Linked DNA regions of Mus musculus: all the other regions are linked to region 1. The links are chromatin contacts, called in public promoter capture Hi-C maps. All regions are on one chromosome and are shown on one strand. Each heading gives the region's core, a stretch centred on a gene start, on an enhancer-like site or on the middle of the called end of the contact. The rest is flanking DNA. Distances are from core to core; before and after follow the strand shown.

Evidence for each region. Promoter capture Hi-C pulls out the DNA fragments that hold promoters and counts their contacts.
Region 2: a promoter capture Hi-C map of liver shows a contact between it and region 1, with 11 times the contacts expected there. The contact joins the promoter of She here to the promoter of Rhbg in region 1. A contact is called at or near these places in 2 of 39 promoter capture datasets (liver and pre-B cells).
Region 3: a promoter capture Hi-C map of liver shows a contact between it and region 1, with 6 times the contacts expected there. The contact joins the promoter of Efna3 here to the promoter of Rhbg in region 1. A contact is called at or near these places in 1 of 39 promoter capture datasets (liver) and 1 of 9 other capture datasets (liver).

The regions. Positions count from the first base shown.
Region 1 is chr3:88,253,429-88,255,937 of GRCm38.p6, reverse strand. It overlaps Rhbg (Rhesus blood group-associated B glycoprotein), which reads left to right and starts at 1,254. Exons shown (of 10, transcript NM_021375.3): 1 at 1,254-1,469. The coding sequence starts at 1,292.
Region 2 is chr3:89,830,114-89,832,622 of GRCm38.p6, reverse strand. It overlaps She (src homology 2 domain-containing transforming protein E), which reads right to left and starts at 1,253. Exons shown (of 6, transcript NM_172530.3): 1 at 520-1,253. The coding sequence starts at 1,119.
Region 3 is chr3:89,321,686-89,324,194 of GRCm38.p6, reverse strand. It overlaps Efna3 (ephrin A3), which reads left to right and starts at 1,256. Exons shown (of 5, transcript NM_010108.2): 1 at 1,256-1,489. The coding sequence starts at 1,362.

The sequences.
Region 1 (2,509 bases), core at 5-2,504:
GTATTTATTGAGTGAATGAATGAAGAAGAGAAAAGGGGGAAGTCAGGCCCTGGAGGAGTTGTAGATGAAGGGAGGTATGGAGTTAAGAGGAGGTTAAAATCAGACCACAGCTCTCTCTTCCCCTTTCTCTAGTTCTGGGGGTATAGAAGGCTCTTCCTCCCAGACCTGCTGGAACCACCCAAGCAACTACTGACACCAAGCAGGGCTCAGGAGTCACACCTGGGACAGGAGATGGCCCCCGCAGGGGGTGACCCATAGATGCTGAGTCTTTATGCTTAACCTTCCTGCTGACTGAAGAGTGATGGAGAGTCTCTGGACAGGGCCCACATGGACCAGCTGGGAGCTGTGTCACCAGAGGCTGATCTCTGGTCTTTCATGTGCCTGGCTGGACCCTTGGCACAGGAAACCAGACAGCTAGAATCCAGGTGTCCTCCCAAGTCCACAAAAAAGGCAGGGGCAGAGGCTCAGGTCCCTGCTGAGACAGTGGAAGAACTGGACAATGAGCAGAGGGTTAGCAAGCTATCCTACTGTCCCTGCACCTGTGGACTGCAGGTTTCAGAACCAAGAGTACCAGTGTCCCTACCGGCTAGAGTCCTTCAGGGACCATGGCTGTTGGAGCTGTAATCTCAGCTCAACTTAAGGTGGTAGAGGCTGGGGCCCGAGAGATGGCTCAGCAGTTAAGAGCACCCACTGCTCTTCCAGAGGTCCTGAGTTCAATTCCCAGCAACCACTTGATGGCTCACAACCATCTGTAATGGGATCTGATGATCTCTTCTGGTGTGTCTAAAAAGAATGGCAGTGTACTCATAAAATAACTAAATACATCTTTAACAACAACAACAACAACAACAAAGGTGGTAGAGTGGTAGAGGCAACTGCTTCTGAGAGGGGCCATCTGGTTTATCTCTACAGCCAGGCAACGGAAGATCTCAGCATTAATCCGATTCCTTCCTATTAACCGAGGGAAACCAGGTAGGACCTTTAAAGGATACTAGCTTCTTGGATGCCAATCTCTCACACCAGGTTTAAAGGGGCGAGTACCTTTCCCCCTCTCTCCACCCTCTGGCAGCTGGGGCACAGTTGGGGAAGCTCACACATCACCGGTGCCTCAGCGGGGCCATGGGAAACAGGACCTGACCTGCGGGGCTAATCCCTGCCAACCTCGAGCTGAGGGGTGGGGCTCCCCAAGGAGCAGCACGGCCTCCGGGGGGCGGGGCCTCACCTTTGCGGTGGCAGGAGTCAGCTTGGCCGGCACTGCCCTGCCGGAGACCGGGAGAACACAGCCGCGTTCATGGCCCGCGTTCCCCGCCACCGGCGCCTGGTCCTGCCGCTGCTGTGCCTGCTCTTCCAAGGCGCCACTGCCCTCCTCTTTGCTATCTTTGTCCGGTACAACCACGAAACCGACGCTGCCCTGTGGCACTGGGGCAACCACAGTAACGTGGACAACGAGTTTTACTTTCGCTACCCAAGTGAGTGCGGGCGAGGGCGTGGGAAGCAAAGCCTCTAAGTCCCGGGTGTGTAGGGAAGGGCGTTGATGGGTACTCCTGCCACCAAGATGACTGCCGGGGCTTTAAAATAGTCCCCTTTCTCTAGTGTCCCTCTTGTTCCAGGCACTGCTGGGGATGGCACATGCTCTATCTCAGGCTGAGGAGAGGTAAGGCTCAGTCAGAGTCAGGGTCAGACAGTAAGGGGAGCTGGGGCTTCAATCCAGTTGTAAGTGGCCCCAGTGTTAGCTACTGTCTCACCTTCCGTTGGGGCTAATTTGACTTTGTCTAGGAGTCCAGCTTGACCACAGGAAAGAGAATCTTGGTGGGACTGCCAGGTAGGGTGCCAGAGGAGACGAGGGAGAACTAGGTGTGAAATTCCCACATGTTCAGGCGTCGAAGATTGGTTTCAGCACAAACACTCCAGGTTTGAGAGTGAGAGGACCCTGGACCCATTTGCCAGTTTCAAGGCCAGTGTGAGGCGGGCTAGGGCTGTGCTCGGTGCTGCACTATTATCTCATCTCACAGTTTAAGGTGGCTGCGGGGTGCCCATTATCACCCACCAAGGATCGCACAGCTAGAATAGCGCTTACACATCATAAACTTGACCACTGACCATTTGCCTCCTGACAAGGTTCTGGACAGGGAGTTAACCCCCTCATGGAGACAGAGCATTTCCTTCGAGGTTGTAACTGAGGCACTGGACATCTGGGACCAAGCACACTGCCCCTCCCTCTAATGCCCAAGTCAACCTTCTCTAGTTCCAGTTCCTCATCCAAGTGCCAGGAAGAAGCTGGGGGTGATGGTTTGTGCCTGTAATCTCAGTGCTCCAGTAGTGGAGGAGGGATGATCTGGAGTTCAAAACCAGCCTCAGCCACACTGTGAATCTGAGACCAGATTGAGCTAACAAAACTCTGTCTCAAACGAACAAACAAACAAACAAACAAACACCAAAAAGGAGTGAGGGAAAATGTCTGTTTGAAGGGCATGCAAAAAGCAACAAGGCTATTAAACCCACTTTCTGC
Region 2 (2,509 bases), core at 4-2,503, 1.6 Mb before region 1:
TATATGGCTACAGTACAATAAACAGAATGAATGTACAGTACAGCCACAGAATGAATGGAAGCCTTTGCCGCTTGCACAGCAGCTGAAACTGAGTGGCTGGAAGATGGGCAACCTGCGCTTCACAGTTCACGGGCTACCGATGTTTTGCATACTCAGGCGGCGTAAGCCTTACAGAAGTCTAGCTTGATAGACCCCTCGATGTCAAACATGAAAACAAGAACCACAGTACACCACACCCATTGGAAGGCCAGTTCCTTTCCCTTCCCTTCGACTGCTCTTTGAAACAACTAACAAAAACCAACCACAACAAACCTTGCTGTCAAGGTCTCCAGTGAGTTTTGAAGAGTCACTTGGGAGTCAGAATGAATACAGAGGAAGGCCTTAGAAAACATCTTCAACTTCACTTATGCCTAATGAATATTGGGGTTCATCAGGTTCCCATGCGTCCTTCCCCGCCCCCCCCCCCCAAGCCCTTCCAATTCCACAACTGAGAGGAGGATAGAGATGCTGTGTTCTTACCGTGTCTTGCTGTCTCATTATCTTGGCCTTGTCCAGCTCAGGGCCCAGGGAGGACGGGGAAGAGGACGCAGAGGAAGAGGAGCTGCTGGAGCTGCTGGTGCTGCCACCGCCCGGGTAGGCGCTCTTCCCATTCTTCTCCTGCGTGTCCACCTTGATGAGCCTACTGATGTAGGTGCTGCAGCCCGCGCTCTTGGTCACCGCGCCACGGTGGGGCTCCTCCTCGGTGGCGGTGGCGGTGACCCGGGAGTTCTTACGGCCTTTGCCAGCAGCGGCCTGGATCAGACCCTGCAGGCTGTCCCGGGACAGCCGACTGTCCTTTGGGGGTCCGCTGCTCGCCTTGCTGGCCCCCAGCTCGGCCGCTGAGTTCTTCCGGCCCTTGCCCGGGGTGGGCGCCGCGCCGCCAGTCTCCGAGTTCTTGCGCGGCTTGCCGCCGGCGCCCCCGGGCCGGGCGCGCTCCGACGCGGTCTTCAGAGTAAGCGGGAACTCCTTGAACCATTTCGCCGCCATCAGGGGGCCCGGGAGCGTCGAGGCCGCGGAGCAGAAGAGTGAGGAGGCCCAGCTGAGACACCGTGGGGCGCCAGGGGCCGGGGGCCGCCGCATTCCCCGGGGCTGGACGCTGGAGGCCGCCGCGAGGCTCCGGGCCGCTAGACGCGCGCGCCTGGCAGGGTGGCACCCGCTCGGCCCGAAGCTAGACGGGCGCAGTGATCGGACCGCCGTGTTCTCTGCGCTCCACCGCTTGGGGCTGCCGGGCGCCGGGGCTTCCCCTGCCTTTCCTCCCGAGGTGGGCGAGGCCGAGCCCACGGAAGCCCCCGGCAGCCCTGCCCACCCTAACTGGGACGATGGCGGCCGCAGTGCCCCGGCGCCCGCCCCGCGGTGGACGCACAGGACGGAGGACGGACGCGCCCCTCCCTCGCCGGCGCCGGGGCCCCCGCGTGCGCACCGAGTCCAACACTGCCCCCATCTCTGCAGACGGGACGTGTGCGGGGATCGTGGCCAGGAGTCGCGCTCGAGAACAAGGATCGGGAGCGCCCGCGCGGCTTCCCTCGCTCTCCGGTTCCGCACGTTCGTCGGGGGCGCGTGGAACCCCAAGCTGGACGCGGCGGGCGAAGGCTCGAAGTTCGACCGGGCGGCTCTGAGGGCCGCGCAGGTATCGCTCTGGCTGCAGGACCAGAGAGGGGTCCCACCAACCCCAGGCACTGTTGGGAGAAGAGCTTGGAGGTCCCCGACCCGCGCCCTCCTGCGAAGACGCCTCAGCTACTTGATTCTCACACTACTTGATTCTCTCCTTGTCGCTCTTTCTTCAAAGCAATTTCAAAGGTTTTTGTTATTGTTGTTAAAAAGATTAAATATGAAAAACGATTACATATGAACATGAAATGAAATCTTCTCCTTTCAGACACAAAACCCGGCAGTTGTTTACAGGTCTTCACTGGTAGACCTGCGGACTTTTGAGACAGAAAATGTATCTTTTCTCTCTCTGGATAAAGGCCAAAAGCCCTAAGCCGGCTTGACCTGGTTCTCTTATGGTGCTGCTGTCCACCCCCACCTTCTCCTTCCCCTCTCTGTCTCCTCTCCTACCCACTTCTCTCCTCCCTTCTACTCCTCCAATAGCAGCCTATGGAATCCTAACTTGCCTCGGTGTATTAGAAGACGACCTCAGACTATTGCGTGATGGCAAAGGGTGTCACCACTGTGAATTTCATGTGGTGCTGTGGATGACAGCCCGGGCTTGGAGCATGTTAGACAAGCACTCTACCAACCGAATTACATCTTCAGCCCCATGCAGCTTTTGGTAGACTTCAATTACTGATCTCCATTCCTCCTATCCATCCTTCTTTTAGCTACCAAGAGTTTACAGTTTTCCTGCTCTGCCATTTTTCTCTCAAACTCTAATAAAATTGTCTTCTAACCTCAAAGTAAAAGATAAAACAATACCATTATACAACAACAGCCCTAAATGTGGTCCAGAGTCTCATGCAGCAGGTTTGAA
Region 3 (2,509 bases), core at 7-2,506, 1.1 Mb before region 1:
GGTGCTGTGGGTTCTAAGAACCCAGTAAGGCCCGGTTCTGCTTTGTCTTTCAGTCTGGGCTTCTGGGAAAGAGACAAGATAAGGGGTGAATGCCTAGTAGATCTGTATTCTGGATCCCTCACAAAGAGGGTCAATCACATGGGAGAAGAGTGTGTCTGTATACGTCAGTGTCTCTGTCTAGGGGCCTATGTTTACACCAATTTCTACTCTATAGGCACCTTGTGTGCCTAGATTGGACTGTATGTCAAGTGTCCATTGCTCCTGTTTCTGGATATGGACACCTTTATTTTTTTTCTCTCCCATCGCTGTGTGCATGTCATCTTTGTGCCTGTATGTCCCTAAGAAGACAACTGCTGTGGCAAGTGCTGGAATATAAGGTGCCCTCTGTCCTTAGAGAAAGCATCTATGGAAGCAGGAATGAGCGTGCCTAAGGACATCACTGAGGGAATCGGAGGCAGTGAGGGGACCTCTGTGGGCTTTCCAAGAAGACTGCTCCATTCCTGCCTGGCTCCAACTCGCCTTGGCAACTCACCACCACCAAATACCTTTGCCCTGGATTACCATAGAAGGCTTAGGCTTTTTTTTTTTTTTTTGAGACGGGGCGGGGGGTGGGGGTGGGGGGACACGGTCTCGCTGCGTAGCCCTGCCTGGCCTGGTACTTGTTACACAGACCAATGTAGGTGCCCTCGAACTCACAGAGATCTGCCAGGCTCTGCTTCTAGAGTGTCAGGATTAAGGAAGTATAGCTACTGTGCCCAGCCCCCAGAAGGTGACACTCTGGGCTGAGGTGTTCTGGTTTGGCTTCAGGTGAGGGCCTTCAGGCAGCCAGCTGTTAGCTCTTGGTACCACCTGAAGGCTTCCCCATCTTGTGTCCATTTAACTCCTTGCACACATGGAAAGGGGTGGAGGAAGTAGAGGTCCGATATGGGTCTACTCTTGCTTATTCCAGACGTAGATCTTCGCTCAACGCCCCCACACTCTATGGAGAAAGGTGTGGACCTACACCAGATGTATGTCCAGGTCTTGGCTTCCAAATCCTTCTGTGAACTCCAAGCTTGGGGGACCTAAAGACGCAAACCTCTGCAGCAAATCACCTAGGAGAGAGGAGAGGCGCGTTGTTCCTAAAGGGGCTACACAGTATGGGTCGCCCACGCGCGGCGCGCTCTGGGCTCAAGTGGGGCGGAGCCCCGCGTGAGCGCGCCAGGGGCGGGGCTTCGGGGGCGCGCCCAGAAGGGCGGAGGGAAGGATTGTGGGCGTGACTAAGATTGGGGGCTGGCAGCGGCGGCAGCAGGGAGCTGGGAAGCTGAGAAGCCGGGAGTGCGGGGCTCAGTCGGGGGGCGGCGGCGGCGGCGGCTCCGGGGATGGCGGCGGCTCCGCTGCTGCTGCTGCTGCTGCTCGTGCCCGTGCCGCTGCTGCCGCTGCTGGCCCAGGGGCCTGGGGGCGCACTGGGAAACCGGCATGCGGTATACTGGAACAGCTCCAATCAGCAGTGAGTCGGGGACCCGGAGAACCCGTGCGTCCCGCGTCAGTGATGGGGGAGCTGGTGGGCCCGAGAAGTCCTAGGGGAACCTGGCAGCAGTCCTGGGAGACAGGCTTGGTACCGAGAGGCGAGGGAGAGGGGACGCACTATGTGGGCGTCTGTGAAACTCGGGGGTGTCTGAGAGAAGCTGTTGGGGCATAGTAAAGAGCGCTCTGGCCGTGCGGAGGAGGCTGTTGGGGGTCCCTAACCCCATCTTGGTTTCTCTCCACACTCGCCAATGGAATAGTGTTCTCTGTCCCGTAGTCTCCCCCACCATCCACGCTCCTTTTGGCTAGGTTGAAGTCTGTGAGTACCGGTGTGCTAGGGATAGGCCGCTGCGTTTGGGAGCTGAAGGATGACCTGTTTTCAGCCTGTAATGTTGATGGGGTTCTGCTTAAGACTCTTGGTTTTAAAAGTGGGGTTCGGCATTAAGGCAGGAACTCCGATTCTCCACCTCCTCAGGACGAAGGGTAAGGGGTTGCTCTGGTTGTGTGAATAAGCCCTGCTGGGGTGAGCCGGGCCAGGGTCGCGAAGTTGGGGGGCCCTAGGAACGCAGGGTACTGGTGAGAAGGAAGAAGGCAGAGATGTCGGCATGTCACACACACACACACACACACACACGCACACACACACACACACACACGCACTGAAGCTAGGGACGGCGTATGGCACTGAGTGTGAACGGGCGTGCGCGGCTGTCAGTGTGCGTGTGTCTGTGTGTGATTTGTGTGTCTGCGTCGGCGACCGTCTAGGGGTGGGAGCGGGCGGCGGATCGGGGAGGGGGCTGCGGTCGGTGTCCGCGTGGCCAGTCTTGTCTGGGCTGGGGTGGCTCTTGGCGCCGCCGCGGTCTGGGCGGGTGTCAGGGCGGCCGTGTGGTTTCCTCCGGTGTGTGGCGCGGCGGCTCGGTGCCGGCTGCCGGACCGGGCCATCATTCTGCACAGTCCTTGCTGCCCTTGTCTTCTCCCTGCCGAGCTGTCGTGTGTATCACTC